3 separate regions of the Mus musculus genome follow, and regions 2 and 3 are each linked to region 1. The links are chromatin contacts, called in public HiChIP or PLAC-seq maps. All regions are on one chromosome and are shown on one strand. Each heading gives the region's core, a stretch centred on a gene start, on an enhancer-like site or on the middle of the called end of the contact. The rest is flanking DNA. Distances are from core to core; before and after follow the strand shown. Region 1 holds the start of Galnt7 (polypeptide N-acetylgalactosaminyltransferase 7). Region 2 overlaps Galntl6 (UDP-N-acetyl-alpha-D-galactosamine:polypeptide N-acetylgalactosaminyltransferase-like 6). Region 3 overlaps Galnt7 (polypeptide N-acetylgalactosaminyltransferase 7).

What was found. HiChIP or PLAC-seq counts read pairs in DNA pulled down with a chosen protein or histone mark.
Region 2: an H3K4me3 HiChIP or PLAC-seq map of neural tube shows a contact between it and region 1, with 2.6 times the contacts expected there. The contact joins the enhancer-like site here to the promoter of Galnt7 in region 1. A contact is called at or near these places in 17 of 39 promoter capture datasets (the 3T3-L1 cell line, 3T3-L1-derived adipocytes, the HPC-7 cell line and 11 more), 41 of 484 Hi-C or Micro-C datasets (the 3T3-L1 cell line, 3T3-L1-derived adipocytes, B cells and 27 more), 27 of 115 datasets of contacts at active chromatin or transcription factors (the 230-238 cell line, CD4 single positive thymocytes, the HPC-7 cell line and 18 more) and 2 of 9 other capture datasets (adipose tissue and embryonic stem cells).
Region 3: an H3K4me3 HiChIP or PLAC-seq map of bone marrow-derived macrophages shows a contact between it and region 1, with 4 times the contacts expected there. The contact joins the enhancer-like site here to the promoter of Galnt7 in region 1. A contact is called at or near these places in 9 of 39 promoter capture datasets (the 3T3-L1 cell line, cranial neural crest, embryonic stem cells and 5 more), 1 of 15 datasets of contacts at CTCF or cohesin (the NIH/3T3 cell line), 19 of 484 Hi-C or Micro-C datasets (Sertoli cells, bone marrow-derived macrophages, cerebellar granule neurons and 10 more), 19 of 115 datasets of contacts at active chromatin or transcription factors (the 230-238 cell line, the NIH/3T3 cell line, the SCID.adh cell line and 10 more) and 2 of 9 other capture datasets (embryonic stem cells and pancreatic islet).

What each region holds. Positions count from the first base shown.
Region 1 is chr8:57,651,022-57,655,687 of GRCm38.p6, reverse strand. It overlaps Galnt7 (polypeptide N-acetylgalactosaminyltransferase 7), which reads left to right and starts at 2,633. Exons shown (of 12, transcript NM_144731.4): 1 at 2,633-2,835. The coding sequence starts at 2,710. AW046200 (expressed sequence AW046200) reads right to left here and starts at 3,935. Exons shown (of 4, transcript NR_040698.1): 1 at 3,701-3,935.
Region 2 is chr8:57,770,192-57,774,857 of GRCm38.p6, reverse strand. Galntl6 (UDP-N-acetyl-alpha-D-galactosamine:polypeptide N-acetylgalactosaminyltransferase-like 6) reads left to right here. Exons shown (of 12, transcript NM_175032.3): 12 at 1-806. Among named protein-coding and RNA genes, the nearest start is that of Gm2921, 27 kb to the left of the region's middle. Within about 2 kb of position 1,852, at least 15 of the 459 cell types and tissues checked have an H3K27ac peak or open chromatin away from gene starts, as enhancers often do. A contact at or near this core is called in neural tube, where this site is marked.
Region 3 is chr8:57,556,113-57,560,778 of GRCm38.p6, reverse strand. All of the region lies in intron 2 of Galnt7 (polypeptide N-acetylgalactosaminyltransferase 7), which reads left to right. Among named protein-coding and RNA genes, the nearest start is that of Gm25379, 8.7 kb to the right of the region's middle. Within about 2 kb of position 2,023, at least 2 of the 459 cell types and tissues checked have an H3K27ac peak or open chromatin away from gene starts, as enhancers often do. A contact at or near this core is called in bone marrow-derived macrophages and microglia, where this site is marked.

The DNA of each region.
Region 1 (4,666 bases), core at 1,384-3,883:
CTACACATCTGACACAGGAATACAACAAACTCCATAGACAAGTCTCCAATGTCATGTAACTTTTTATTCGCAAGTGGAATTAAGCAGTCACAACAAAGTGGTAATTCTTAGGGAGGAGAGGGAGTAGAAGGTGGGGTTCCTGGCCAATATCTTGGTGTACAGGAACAGGTTAGAGTCTAGAAAAGGCTTTTGTAACTGACAATAAAGTTTAATGTTAAGGTGTCAGAAGATACTGCAGGTTTGAAAAGGAGATCTCTGTAGAAAGGCCTGCAGGCGAGCACTGACATTTAGAAATAGTTCCCCTAGCTTGGGTACAGTATGAGGAGGCTAAGATGCCCTGGAGAGTGTAGCCCCAAAGCAGGCACAGTTCCGTGTGTGTGTGTGTGTGTGTGTGTGTGTGTGTGTGTGTGTGTGTGTGTGTGTGTAGGTCCTCTTTAGCAGAGTTCATGTGGGTGATGATTTTTTAAACATCACCAAACCCTTAAAAGGTTCTGACCTGTGGAATCCTGAAAACATTTTAGAGTAAACACAAGATGATTATACTGTTTGGCAAAGACAGTGCATGTGTTGGCAAGATGAGAAAACCTCTGAATTCAAAGAACATCGGACACCAATCTCAGGCGGTAGAAAGCTTAGACGACAGGCGTGAACCACTGGGTACATACTGTCTGCTCAGAAGTTTTATTCCTTTGCAATGAGTCTCCAGCTGGCCTCAGAGGCAAAGGCAACCCTGTCACCATTCACATGTGACCTCATAACCTGTCAGAGACTACTGCTTCTCTTCTTCATATCTCCCCTCCCATTAGGTGCAACTCTTTACTCTCTTCAGGGACCACTAACCCAAGGATCAACAAGTCGGAAACAGCTCAGAGTGGCAATCTCTACATGCAGTAATAGCTGCGGCGTTCACAAGAATTATACCCATAATCACCAAGACTTACCCTATTCGTATTATCTGTGCTTTATTTTATTATCTGCATGTGCACTTGGCCTCAATTATCTCTTTTGGCAATACTATGAAGTATTATAATCATGATTTTGGCAGATAAGGGCCCTAGGCTCAGAGAGGCTAAGTGTGACTTTTTCCTGACCCAATCATTTAACATAGCTTCTCATTTTCTAAAGAGTTCTCTACAAAGGCTAACTGCCAACAAGTGTGGCGAAAATCGTATATTTTAAGGTATACTTTCAGTTTCACTTAAACAATGTTAAGAACTCAGAGGAACACCGGCTTTTACAACCGAATACCTGGTTATCATTTTCTAACTTTTTGGCCTTGCATATTTCAAGTTGTGGTGGCAAGGTCATCTTAGACTACTAACAGCAGTTGGGTGAGCTCCCATCACTTCAGCGATGAGGGCTACTTCCCAGCTATGCTCATAATCACAGTCAGTTTTCCATCTTCTCAATAGTGGACAACCATATCTGAATAACAATGCATATACTGTTGATCACTAGGGGAGACTTAACCAAGTTTCACTTGTTTCGAAAGCAAAATACATGCAGATAAGGCAATATTAGGATTAAAAAGGTCAATTTACGCCATCCTTAAACCTGCTACCGAAAAGCATTTGTTCAACAAATTGAGTAGTTTAGGGGTATGGCACACACTGCAGACTGTGATTTAAAGTGATTGACATCTTTGGCACAATGTACAAGGGAGAGGCGTGTAGCTAAACATTTGCCAATATCCTTTCCTGGAAAAGTCAGTTGTGAGAGAAGCAACGATGCATGTACGGAACGTTTTAAAAGCCCGAAATCCACTTTCCCCAGAGTAGGAACTTGCAAGTCCATTAACAGGGACCGTAGTGAGAATTAGCTAGTCGACTTGGCTTTCTAATTAGCCCAAGAGAGAAGGCAATACTGCCTTTCCAAGTGAGTCCTCTTTTAGTTCTGTGGTGTTTGCACATCTCACCTGGGCCTTTCGATTACAAATCCACCTCCTTAAGGAGCCCTGTGAAAAAACAAGATTAAAAAAAAAAAAAACAGCTATAAATCAGCCACGTGGAGTTACTGCTGCAGCAGCGGTGGCTGACTTCCTGGTTTCCTTCCTGCAAGCCTCTGGCTGGGGAGATTGAGCAGTGGGCGTCGGGAAGGGCAGGGCAGCCTAGGGCGTCTGCAGGTCCACCTGAGGGGCACCGGGCGGCAGCATCCTGGCAGGGCACGGGCGTCAAGGACAGAGTTTTGGTCCCTAATTACAATAAAAGTTTGGGGATCTGCAAGCTTTAGGAAGCGGAGCCTTAGGGCAAAGGCTAAGACCAGACCTGGGGGAAAGTGTTAAGTTAGTTCCAAGGTTACTAGGGACTCGCGGGTGGTGGGGGGTGGGTTCTCGCGGTCGCGGGTGGAGGAAGGGGGTACTGCGGAGCTAGAGCGGGCAGGTAGAGAGAAGGGAAGCCTGGAAAGCTACACACGCCGGCCGGTCGGAGCTCTGCGGAGGCCGGCGGAGGGGAGGGGGTGCGGCAGAGCAGTGCAGAGGCAGGCGCGGGGAGGGGGCGGAGGGGCGAGCCAGGGGAAGGTAAAGCCGAGGGGAGTTCCGGATCTGGTGCTGGAGAGGGCAGGCGGTGGGGAGGGCGGCGGGCGTAGTGATCCGGGGGGGGGGGGGGGGGGAAGGAGGAGGAGGAGGAGGAGGGCCGGGGGAGGGGGAAGGAGGGAGGGGAGAGCGGTGGCGGCGGCTGCGCCGGGCTGTGTGTCTCTCGCCGCCGGAGGAAGATGAGGCTGAAGATCGGGTTCATCTTACGCAGTTTGCTGGTGGTGGGAAGCTTCCTGGGGCTCGTGGTCCTCTGGTCTTCCCTGTCCTCGCGGCCCGACGACCAGAGCCCACTGAGCAGGATGAGGGTGAGTGACCCGCCTGGCCCCCTCCGGCAGAGGCGACCTGCAACTTGTTTTTTTGCGCGCGCGCGTGAGTGTGTGTGTGTGTGTGTGTGTGTGTGTATGTGGCGGGAGCAAGGGGCGGCGGGGTCGCGGCCGCGTGGGCGCCGCAGCTCCGCAGGTGGCGCTGGCCCGGCGCCGGCCGATCGGGGGCGCCTAGCCCTACGCCGCGGGTACCCCTCGGCCGCCGCCGGCCCGCCCCCTGGCCGCCCCTTCCTCCCGCGCGTCCCCGCCCCGGGTTCAGCGCCGTCACCCGCGCTACTGCTGCTGCTGCCGCTACCGCGGCCGCCGCGGCGGCCGTGGTGGCGGCTATAGGCGGCCGCTCCAACGCCGGGACTGCCGGGGCGGAATCGCAGGACAGAGTCGGCTCCCCGGAGCCGAGGCTGCTCGGCGTCCGACTCGGGGCTACGACCCCCGCGCTGGCGGCAGGCGGGCGCGGGGTTGGTCCGAGCTGCGGCCTGTGGCGCGTGCAGGCCTGAAGGAGGCGAGATGCCGGCGCCGCCGCCGTGGTCCGGTGGAGCAGGCCCCGCGGTCCAGCCTCTCCTGTGGTCCCCGCCCAGTCCGGGTGCTCGCCGCGGGGGCGCCCCTAGCCTGTCCGCCTCGGGCTCCAGCCCACGGCGCCGCCTCTCCGCAACTCCCGTGGCCGGGAGCCGGGTGCAACGTGTAGCTGAGGCCTCGCCCCGCACCCCTTGTCCCTTCGATTCCCGGACAGGGGAGAGACACGTCCCCACCCGGATCGGCGTCCCTGCACCGGGGCGCCTGGGAGCCCCGGTCGCCCGCTGTGCTCCCTCGTCCTGCGGATCCGGAGCGGGCTCCAGTCCCCCGGCCCTACCTGGGCTGCTCCGGCCGAGGACCTAACTTGTGCCGGCTCCTGGCCGCCCCTCGCTGCCTGTTCCATCAGCCTGACGCCGAGAGGCGCGCTCCGCTGGGACGCATCCGTCTGCCGCCCTCGGCGCCGGCGTTAGTCTTGACAGTCCCGGCTTTGAGGGTTTAGTCAGGCTTCTCGGAACTTTAGTTACCGGGATCCGGCCACTGCGCTACGCTCGCCCCGGCAGTTGGCGGCGCGAACTGCTTCGCACCTCCCCAGCTTAACCCCCACCCCCTCAGCTTGGTGAACCGTTACACCCCCTGCTCCCCCGGAGTTCCTCATCCCCGAGCCCTCCAAGCCCCACAACCTCGAGTCCAGGTTAGACTCAGAAGAAGTGGGAGACACTAGGAGTTCTGGACACAGACGCTGAGCAGCCGTGGGAGGAGTCTCTTAAGAAAGTGCCTTCTGCAAAATCAGCGTTGCAGCTACATAATCTACTTTATTAATTTTACTTTTGGAAAGTTAGCGTCAGGAAGTTGAGGGGAAAAGCTTGTGACGACCTTCCAAGAGTAGGGCTCTTCAGTTGATGCTTATGACACACACAACTTAATCTGTAAATTGCTGCATTTGGGGCTGGCCTTACTGAAGTGGAGTCTCACCAAAGTCTAAATTGATGAATTTTTTTTTCCTTTTCACTGTGTTTGGAGTGATTTTTTTTTTGTATATTTTTGCTCTCAAACTGATTTGATGAGATGAATATTGAAATTGATTTTTTCAAGTCATGAACTGCTCTTTTATATAAGAGGCATTATATGATGCTGAAAATCCTAAGCCCCATTTTTCTGAGAAGGAAATTGAAAACCTGCTATAACTAGTTATGTTCAAAATGTCCTGTAGTTCTGATCCTTTTAAAGCCATGATTGGACCCAGCACGGTGGCGCCTGCCAGTAATCCCAGCATTTGGGGAGCTGAAGAAGGTCATATATAAGT
Region 2 (4,666 bases), core at 603-3,102, 120 kb before region 1:
GAACACAGTGATCAATCAAGATCGGTCTCTTACTCTCTGAATAAAACATTATTTTTTAAAAATATATATATTATTTTTTTCTTTAAACATAGAATGAAAGCTTGGACATTAAATCCAAAATTAAAACTTCCAACTATGAGCCAGTCATTAATTGTGTGCACACAGGGAACATACAAATGTAGTAGAGCCTGGAGAGGGCCCCTAAGCAAGAGGGCAGAGCACTGCCCATTAAAGCACACTGGAAGAGATGCTTCCTATACCACTGAAGGTCAAGCGCTTACTTGCTTGAAATACTATCTGAAAAGCAAGCATAAAACTATATAGGTTTGCCCTTTGAATTAGCAAGAAGGATAGAAGAGTCCTCAGAAAGACTATTGCTCCTGGAAGTAACATCCTTTGAGAAGTCCATGGTCGAGTGCCCATAGATTCTTTTCCTAAAATGAGGGATGGTAAAAAGTTAATGTATCGCAGAAGTTGCTACTTCTCCATGATGAGAAATAGCTCTGACAGAAGTAAAACAATAATTAATTTTAAAGACCCTTTTATGTTTTTACTGGGGGAAAATATGCTGTAAAACAATTGGGAACTAAGTGTGTGGTTCATACTTTTTCAAGATTGGATGAGTACCTTGGCAATAATGATATACTGGCTTCTGTGTCTACTTTTATTTACATATATGAATAGAATCACTTGACTGTTTTTAAATGTATTCATTCTATCAGAAGCCTCCGTGAATAACGCAAGCTCCAGGACTATTTTGTGAATTGATAACATAGAACTTTATACAATAAATGAATAACACATGATGCAAATGGACTCACAGTCAATGAAAAAGCAGTGTTAGCCCCATTATCTCTACATTTCTTTAAGAAACATGAAACCAATGTCAACTTGACACCATTTCTTTCCATGGCAAGCCAATATTTCAAAAGAAGGTAGCTGTCAAAATATAAGTATGCTTCGTATCTTCACATGGAAAACTTCCATTTTTTTCTTCAGTGTTTGAAATTGAACCTAGAGTGTCGAGCATACGAGGCAAGTGCTCTGAACTGAATTCCCAGTCCTATTTTCATCCTTCTAGAACTATCTATAAGAAAAGAGCAAAAGGAATCTTATACTTGAAAGACCACCTCTATAAAGGCAGCAGATCCATCAAAAGGAACACTGATACTTTGATTCTAAAAGCCTGCTGTCTATCAGTCACAAAGGGCTACTTCTACCACTGAGCCATTCCTCCCCTAATTCTTCACTCTCCAGAAAGCTCAGAGAAGGGGGTGTTAGCCCCTTGCCTCAGTTTTCCTAGAGTTGGCAGTTAGTTCCCCTGCTCTTGCTTGCAGAAGAACATTGGGTGGTTTTTTTTTCCACCCTTTCAGATTTTAGGATCATCTTTAAAAATATGCCCTTGTAACTGTTTATTTATCCCCACAAAGCTGCTCACTAAAACGCTCTTTATTTTTCCCCCTATTGGGAATATAAGGCTGTCATGTATGTAGCTGGGTGCTGAGAATATGCTGGAAATAAGGTCTTCAATATAAATCATGCAAAGGAACACCTCAAAGGGAAATTTTAAGTGATTCTTTATGATCAGGTGAGTGAACACACGTGGGAGAGTGCATCACCGTCTCTGTAGACATGAGTGTGTACAGCCCTCTCCATTCACTGCCTGGGAAAATCCTACCCTCGACACCGTCACTCACAGACTGAGAGCAAACAGTAATTATTCTCCACGTGTGAAGCTCTGGTTGAGGACACTGAAGCGTGACAAGTGGCCAGTGGCTCCCCCACTGCCAGCGTTGGAAGAGCGCTCTTTGATTTATGTCTATAGCCTTTGCCTGCAGAACTCGAAGCTCTTTGCAACTCCATTTGGTAGACTTGACACCAGCCTGAAGCTTTTATCCACAGCCACTCATCTCTGCTCTTGACATTCCAGACTGGTGTGTCTGGTTCTGTGGCCTGTCAGCAGAAACAGCTCGGGCGCAGGTGTTTGATGCTTCTCTTCAGAGAAATCTGGAGACTTTTCCTGTATCCCTCCCACCTGCTGTTGTTCCCTTCAGCTCCCCACACACTGGCTCTCTGGGATTTTGAGAATTCTCTGCTATTCACATCTGCTCCATGTAACAAACGGAAGTAACTGACGCAGTACAGAAAGGCTGGTTAGATTTCCAAATCCTATTGCTAATGACTTTACCCGCACATCATTCACCTTGGGATGAAAGCCAATCATAACCAAGAAGCATATATTCTGGATTTTCAGGGACAGTCATGGTTTATGTCTACTTACTATGTAACTATTCATAGTGTCTTCCTTTGCTCTTAAAAAATGACCTGAATTATGTAACACATTGAATAGTCAACTTATTTATAATCTACTCAGGCTGTGTATGATTCCTCTGTGGGAATTGCTAAAGAAGTCTTTTGCTTCTTCATGTCTGCAAGAAATCCGCTAGCCTTCCTTCCCTCCCAGTGGGACCAGAATATAGTCATTCTACTGACGACTTTCCATCGAGTTTACATGAGAGTTGACAGGTTTTTAAATGAAGGGTTATCTCCCAGATTTCGTTTATCTACCTACCCCCCCAAAAAAAGAAGTTGCAGAATTAATAAAACAATAATGTAAATGGATTTTTAAATAGTTTAAATTTTCTATTGAAATGTGAGACTAAGACATCTCAGACTTCTCTGAGTACAGACAGTGGATAGCCAGCATAGATAAAGGCTGCTTGTCTAATCCTAATATGTTGACATTACAGGATAAACATGGTTTCATTATTGCTTCTGCTTTGCAGAACCATCTTATATTTATTATGACATTCTGCCCAATATATTGACTCTTGCAATAGATGACATTAACTGTCCTTCTGAAGAAACTGCAAGACTCCGAAGAAAAAATTTTGCAGTCCTTTGGCAAATCAGCAGAGTTGAGATGAGAACCCAGGCCTTCGGTACTCAGTACTCCGTATCAGTCACCCTCCTGGGTACCTCATATGTCCCAGCAATGCTCAGTTACTTCACAGTAGTGCGATCCCTTATGCCTCTGGGACTTGGGGCTTTAACCCCTCTATTGTGTTTTTTTCTTTGTACCTCTGTGTTTTTATTGGTTTTCCTACAAGCTTATTAAAGTAAGAACACCCAAATGGAATCCAGGATTAATCCCTCTTAATGAGATTTCCAGGGTATTTGGAACAAAAGAAGTGAGCAACTCAAGCTATTTGTATAGCTGTCGATGACAAATCTTAAAGCAAACATTTTGTGTTTTGGGACAGTTAATGAGCTCAGTCCTCAGGGACAGAAATCAGCTACCAGTCAGAGACTTCGAATTTACTCCCACAACAAAACCCTAAGCTGACCTTCTCTTGCAGAGTATAGTGGCTCACAGCTGCAATCCAGGCCTTCAAGAGGGAAGCTCAGGGAAGAGGATAGACTTGAATTCTGGGCTAGCCTGGACTACAGTGTGAGCCTTGATTCAAAGTGATATGAATAAGCTGTGTGATGGCTCAGCCTTTTAATAACACTACTTGTGAGGCAGAGACTAGTGGATCTCTGTGAGTTCCAGGTCAGCCTGGAATTCAAAGTTAGTAGCAGGCCAGCCTGGGTTAGCAGTCAGACCTTATCTAAAGAAGGAAGGAGAGAGGGAAAGTGGGAAGGAAGGAAGGAAGGAAGAAAAGAAAGAGAGAGATTGTTGAAAATATATTTATATCCTTTTCAATATTCTTAGTTCTGAGAATTCTTTTTCTTTTTTTAAGATTTATTTATTTATTTTATGTATATCAGAACACTGTAGCTGTACAGATGGTTGTGAGCCTTCATGTAGTTGTTGGGAATTGAATTTAGGACCTCTGCTCACTCTAGTCGATCCTGCTCGCTCAGTCCCGGCTTGCTCTAGCCCAAAGATTTATTTATTATTATAAATAAGTACACTGTTGCTGTATTCAAACACACCAAAAGAGGGTGTCAGATCTCATTATAGGTGGTTGTGAGCCACTATGTGGTTGCTGGGATTTGAACTCAGAACCTCTGGAAGAGCAGTCAGTGCTCTTACCCACTCTCTGAGCCATCTCATCAGTGCAAGAATTTTTTTAATTTAATTTAATTTAATTTAATTTCTATGCTTATTCACTTTACATCTCACTCAACCCCCCAGCTCCCTCTCCCAACACACACAATTCTTCCCCAATCTCTTCACCCCTTCTCTGAGCTGGTGGGACCCCTGTGGGTATCCCTCAACCCTGGCACTTCAAGTCTCTGCAAGACTAGGTGCTTCCTCTTCCACTGAGGCCAGACAAGACAGCCCAGCTAAAAGAACATATTCCATCCACAGGCAACAGGTTTTGGGATAGCCCCTGTTCCATTTGTTCGGGACCCACATAAAGACCAAGCTGCACATCTACTACATATGTGTGGGGAGGCCTAGGTCCAGCCCATGCATGTTCTCTGGTTGGTGGTTCAGGACTCTGAGAGCAACCAGGGTCCAACTTAGTTGATTCTATTGATCTTCCTGTGGAGTTCCTATCCCCTTCAGGCCCACAATTCTTCTTATTCTTCCATAAGAGTCTCCAAGTTCCATCCACTGTGGGTGTCTGTATCTGTCTGAGTCAGCTGCTGGGTGGAGCTTCTCAGAGGACAACATGCTCCTGTCTGCAAGCATAACAGAGTATCATTAATAGTG
Region 3 (4,666 bases), core at 774-3,273, 94 kb after region 1:
TGCGTGCCAGTCAGCAGAAGCCACGGTGTTCTGAGCCGGCGACTGCTGCTCTAGGCCGTGCGTACTGCACAAGGCTATTGCTGTTATTGCTTCTTCTGTTTCTCTTAACCCGGGATTCAGCCTGGAAAGGTTTTAGGAAACCTGCTTGGCTGAAACAGTCCCCTCTCTGTTAACCCACTGATTGTTTGGTAATAACTCACCTTTTCAGAATCCTCAGCTGGCCTCAGAGCAAGACTCTAGTACCCGGAACCGATGCAGTAACCCAACTGGAACCAGAGCATTTGTCTTAAACCTTGTGCGTGTGACAGACAGCTGTCATTTATTGAGTGAGATTGAGCTGATCTGAGGAGCCAAGCCAAAACTGCACACTGGCCATACCTTCATATTTGCCCTGGGTTCCAACTGTGTTACTGTCTAATGTGCTCAATCAAGAACTGCTGTTAACAGCTGTTTTGCTCCATTTCTTAGTTTTGACATGACAGGTGATATACTTGAAATTTTTTCCAAGCACAGCCATTAATTCTATGGCCGTCAACTTGATTTTCAACCTCCCCAAAGAATGTAAGATTTCTTATTCTCCTTGTCAATAACATTTGACTCATTAACAAAGAAAAATACATGGTGTTCCGTGACTCTGGGAAAGAGTAGACCTGTAAACATTTTCTGAAATCAAATCAACAAATATGTGTTGAGAATTGGCATGATCGTGACATGCTGTTTGGGTAGAAATGAGCTTAGCTTTGCTGATATTTTCATTTTGCAGATAATAGGCTGAGTGAGTTCTATTACCACAGACTGAATTTTGACCTTCAAGGGAGGACTAACTAATAAGAACATTAGGGAAAAGTAATTAGTGTCTAACAGCGAAGGAGAAGGGCAGGAGCTCTTCGTGGATGGAAGCTGGAGAAAATGGTTAGGATAGAAACAAACTGTAACTCGACTCCATTGTATCTGGCCCAAAGAAAGACTGTAGCATCAAGAACGGGCCTGTCTACATGGAGGCTAGAATGGGGGACCAAAGAAAATGATCTTTGTACCCCACTGTCTGTCTTGTGGAGAGCGAACCTGAGTCATCTTGTAAGTCTGATCAGCTGCCCTTGCTGTATCCAAGGAAAGGTGTGTGGACCCTTCAGAATTGTGACACCAACCACTCTAATAGATTCCACACGGGCCAAGTCATCCGACTTTAGGTAGCTTTAGTGCTGACTAGATTACAAACCTTGAAAGCTTTTTTGTTATTATTTCAAATTAGTATCTCGTGTTAACTTTTTTTCTCAAAATTACTATTTTTTAATTTACTATACATCCCGATTGCATCCTCCTTCCTGTCCACTCAGTCCCTCCTTCTCCTCTCCCCTCCCTCCACCTTTCCTTCCTCCCCAGAAAAGGGGAGGCCTCCCATGGATATCGACCCACCTTAGCATATTCAGTTGCAGTAGGACTGGGTGCATCCTCTTCTTCTATGGCTAAGCAAGGCAGCCCAGTTTGGGGAAAGATATCCAAAAGCAGGCATCAGAGTCAGATCCAGCCCCTGCTCCTGCTGTTAGGAGTCCTGCATGAAGACCCAGCTGTTCAAGTGTTACATATGTGCTGAGGGCGTAGGTCCAACCCAGGCATGCTCTTGGTTTATATTTCTAATTTAGGTGACATTTATAGTTCTCTAATGCTAACATTCATCTATGCAGAATGTGTTTAGAACCTACCAAGTGATACCACCTGGAGAGGCCATCTCTAGCTCGTCTTTCTGCAACTTCACCAATGGCCAGAGAGAAACTCTCCAAGAGGAAGTAGATAGATGGCTTGCTTTACTGATGGAGTAGTGAGACTCTAAGCTTAATTCCATGGACACATGTATATAATGAGCTTAGATTTAGTGAAAATATTAAGGTTAACATGCTAGATGTGGTAGTTACTTAAAAAAACAAATCTTTGCAACTAGCTCAAACAAGTAGGTGAAGAGGGCCTGTTGGACTGTCTCATGGACACCAAAATCACACAGGCCATGTGACAGTCATTGGAGATGCAGAGCCAGGGGGGAGCAAATGAAGAAGTGAAGCCATGTGCTTGTCAAACAGTCATACACTCATCTCCACTTAGCTTTTGCTCTTGTATTCTCTATGAAAAGCTTTTTTCTATGTCAAAACTCTTGCCTTGCCATGCAAGTATAACTAGAAACTAACTAAAGTCACCCAAGCTCGAAATCAAAAGTGAAAGACTTCATTGTCCTAGCTAGGACAAGTGTTCCCTGATAGTCCATTCTGCTGGTCCAGAGATGAACTCCTACTCAGGAATTGTGTTCTTAGACAGACCATGTTGTGGCTGCCTTCTTTTTCTTTAGATTTATTAATTTGTTATATGTAAGTACACTGTAGCTGTCTTCAGACACTCCAGAAGATGGAGTGAGATCTCATTACAGATGGTTGTGAGCCACCATGTGATTGCTGAGATTTGAACTCAGGACCTTCAGAAGAGCAGACAATGCACTTAACGACTGAGCTATCTCTCCAGCCCCTGGAGTGGCTGCTTTAAGTAGACATTCTAAACAGATTTGAGCATCATGTTCCCTTCAAATGTAGATTCTGCTTGAAGTAAAAATGCAATGAATAAATAAATAATTTGGGCATAGTATATGGTTTTAAAGTATTAGGGAAAATAGTATTTTTTGTTTCCTCATTATCAAGAATTAGCTGCATATTTAAATTTTATAATTGACTTCTTTAAAGTGTATTAGATTTACTAAGTCTTCTAAATGTCTTATTTTTGAATTTGAATTGGATTAACTCTATGTGTGTATGCGTGTGTGTGTGTGTGTGTGTGTGTGTGTGTGTGTGTGTGTGTGCTTGCCTGTGTTGTGGTCAGGACCCAATACTGAGCAATTTACCAGATGCATTTAAGTCGAAGTCTCATCCCTTACCCAGAGACACTGAAGAAAAGGGAAGGGATTTGAGGAACAATGTTTTCCAAAAAGAAGACAGCAAGTTTGTTTCTAGAGGCTTGACACTGGTGTGAGGAAGGCCCCCATGATTTAGACTTAAAGACTCACCCTCACTAAAGGTCAGCATAGGGCTAAGAAAAGAAGCCAAGGGGGCTGGAGAGGTGGCTCAGCGGTTAAGAGCACCGACTGCTCTGAGTTCAAATCCCAATAATGTGGTGGCTCACAACCATCCATAATGAGATCGGATGCCCTCTTCTGGTCTGTCTGAAGACAGCTACAGTGTACTTACATATAATAATAAATAAATCTTTAAGAGAAGAGAAGAGAAGAGAAGAGAAGAGAAGAGAAGAGAAGAGAAGAGAAGAGAAGAGAAGAGAAGAGAAGAGAAGCCAAGCAATACCTTTGAAAGAAGACACACCCTGTAGACCAGGTGACTGTCACGCCCAGTTTCATCAGTTTAGCAGGGTCTTCTATAAAGTCTTCACACCTCTTTGGACAACATACAAAAACATTGCTTGAGTGGTCGTGCTCCTGAGTGACATAGAGAAGGAACTCTTCGTCCTCTGCGATAGCCTGTAACTTAAAGTCCAATACCTGATCTTGTGTTTGGCCACAGGAGAAGTAGATGGAGCCATGGTAAGAATACTGAGCCAGGTTTCAAGATAGAAATCTGGGAGCGATACTCACACACAGGGACGCTCATACACAGCAGATGAGAAACAAAGCTAGGAACGGTGCTTGTGCACAAAGATGAGAAACTCAGCTCCGAGATCAGAGCCTACTAGAGTCAGCAGCTAAGCCAATGTACAAAATTCGAGCAGGTGTGACTTCGATGGGAAACACTGTGCATGATAGTAATTTAGAGAGGAAAGCTGTAGGGACTTGGGAACTAAAATATGATACAAATTACAAAAAAATAGAATAGAATAAAATAAAATAAGGTGGGGCTAATGTAGCTTTGGATGGACTTAGGAAAGAGTAGTACCCAGTTTGGAGCATTACCTAATCTTTTCCAGGAGCCCCACTGATAAAATGAATATTCAGAGAGCGATGATGAGTAATTGACATTATTGAAGGTTAAGTTCTGTATTTTGTGTGTGTGTGTGTGTGTATGATGTGTGTTAAGGCGTAGCACCTATCATGTCCTGAGGCGCTAACTTTGTACCATTTCACCCAGAGTGCATAGAAATCATACACTTGCATAAAGGCCTCTCCCTCCCGCCTGTTGAGCCTGATGCCCCAGGTTGAATGGGGATAGCGCTCCTTTCATTGAAAATAGATATTTTAGAATGCTAAGTTAAATTTTCCATCTACATTACTAATATGTTCAGAAATTGGGAATAAGCTCCCTTTCGGGTAGGTTTAAGCATTTCTCTCTTCCTTTAATTATTTAAATAAGTAGTATTTTTAGAGGGAGGCAGAAAAAGCTCCATACTTATTTTTAAATGGAGGAAGGTAGTTAATAAAAAAGCCAGTGTTTCTCAAATTATGGGCTTGATTCCTGTGCCTAAAAATTCATCATGTTAGATTTAGACTTCCTACCGAATTAACAAAAGCGAGTCTAAAGTCATTCCTTATTAAAATAAAGACTTGGAGCGAACAATCTAGAAATAAGATGCAGCTCTTAAAGGGCACAAGTTGAGAAGTTGGGTCACTTCCTTACATGAATACAGAAGCACACACATGCAATACTGCAGATTAATGAATGATAGTACATGCTAATCACAGCAG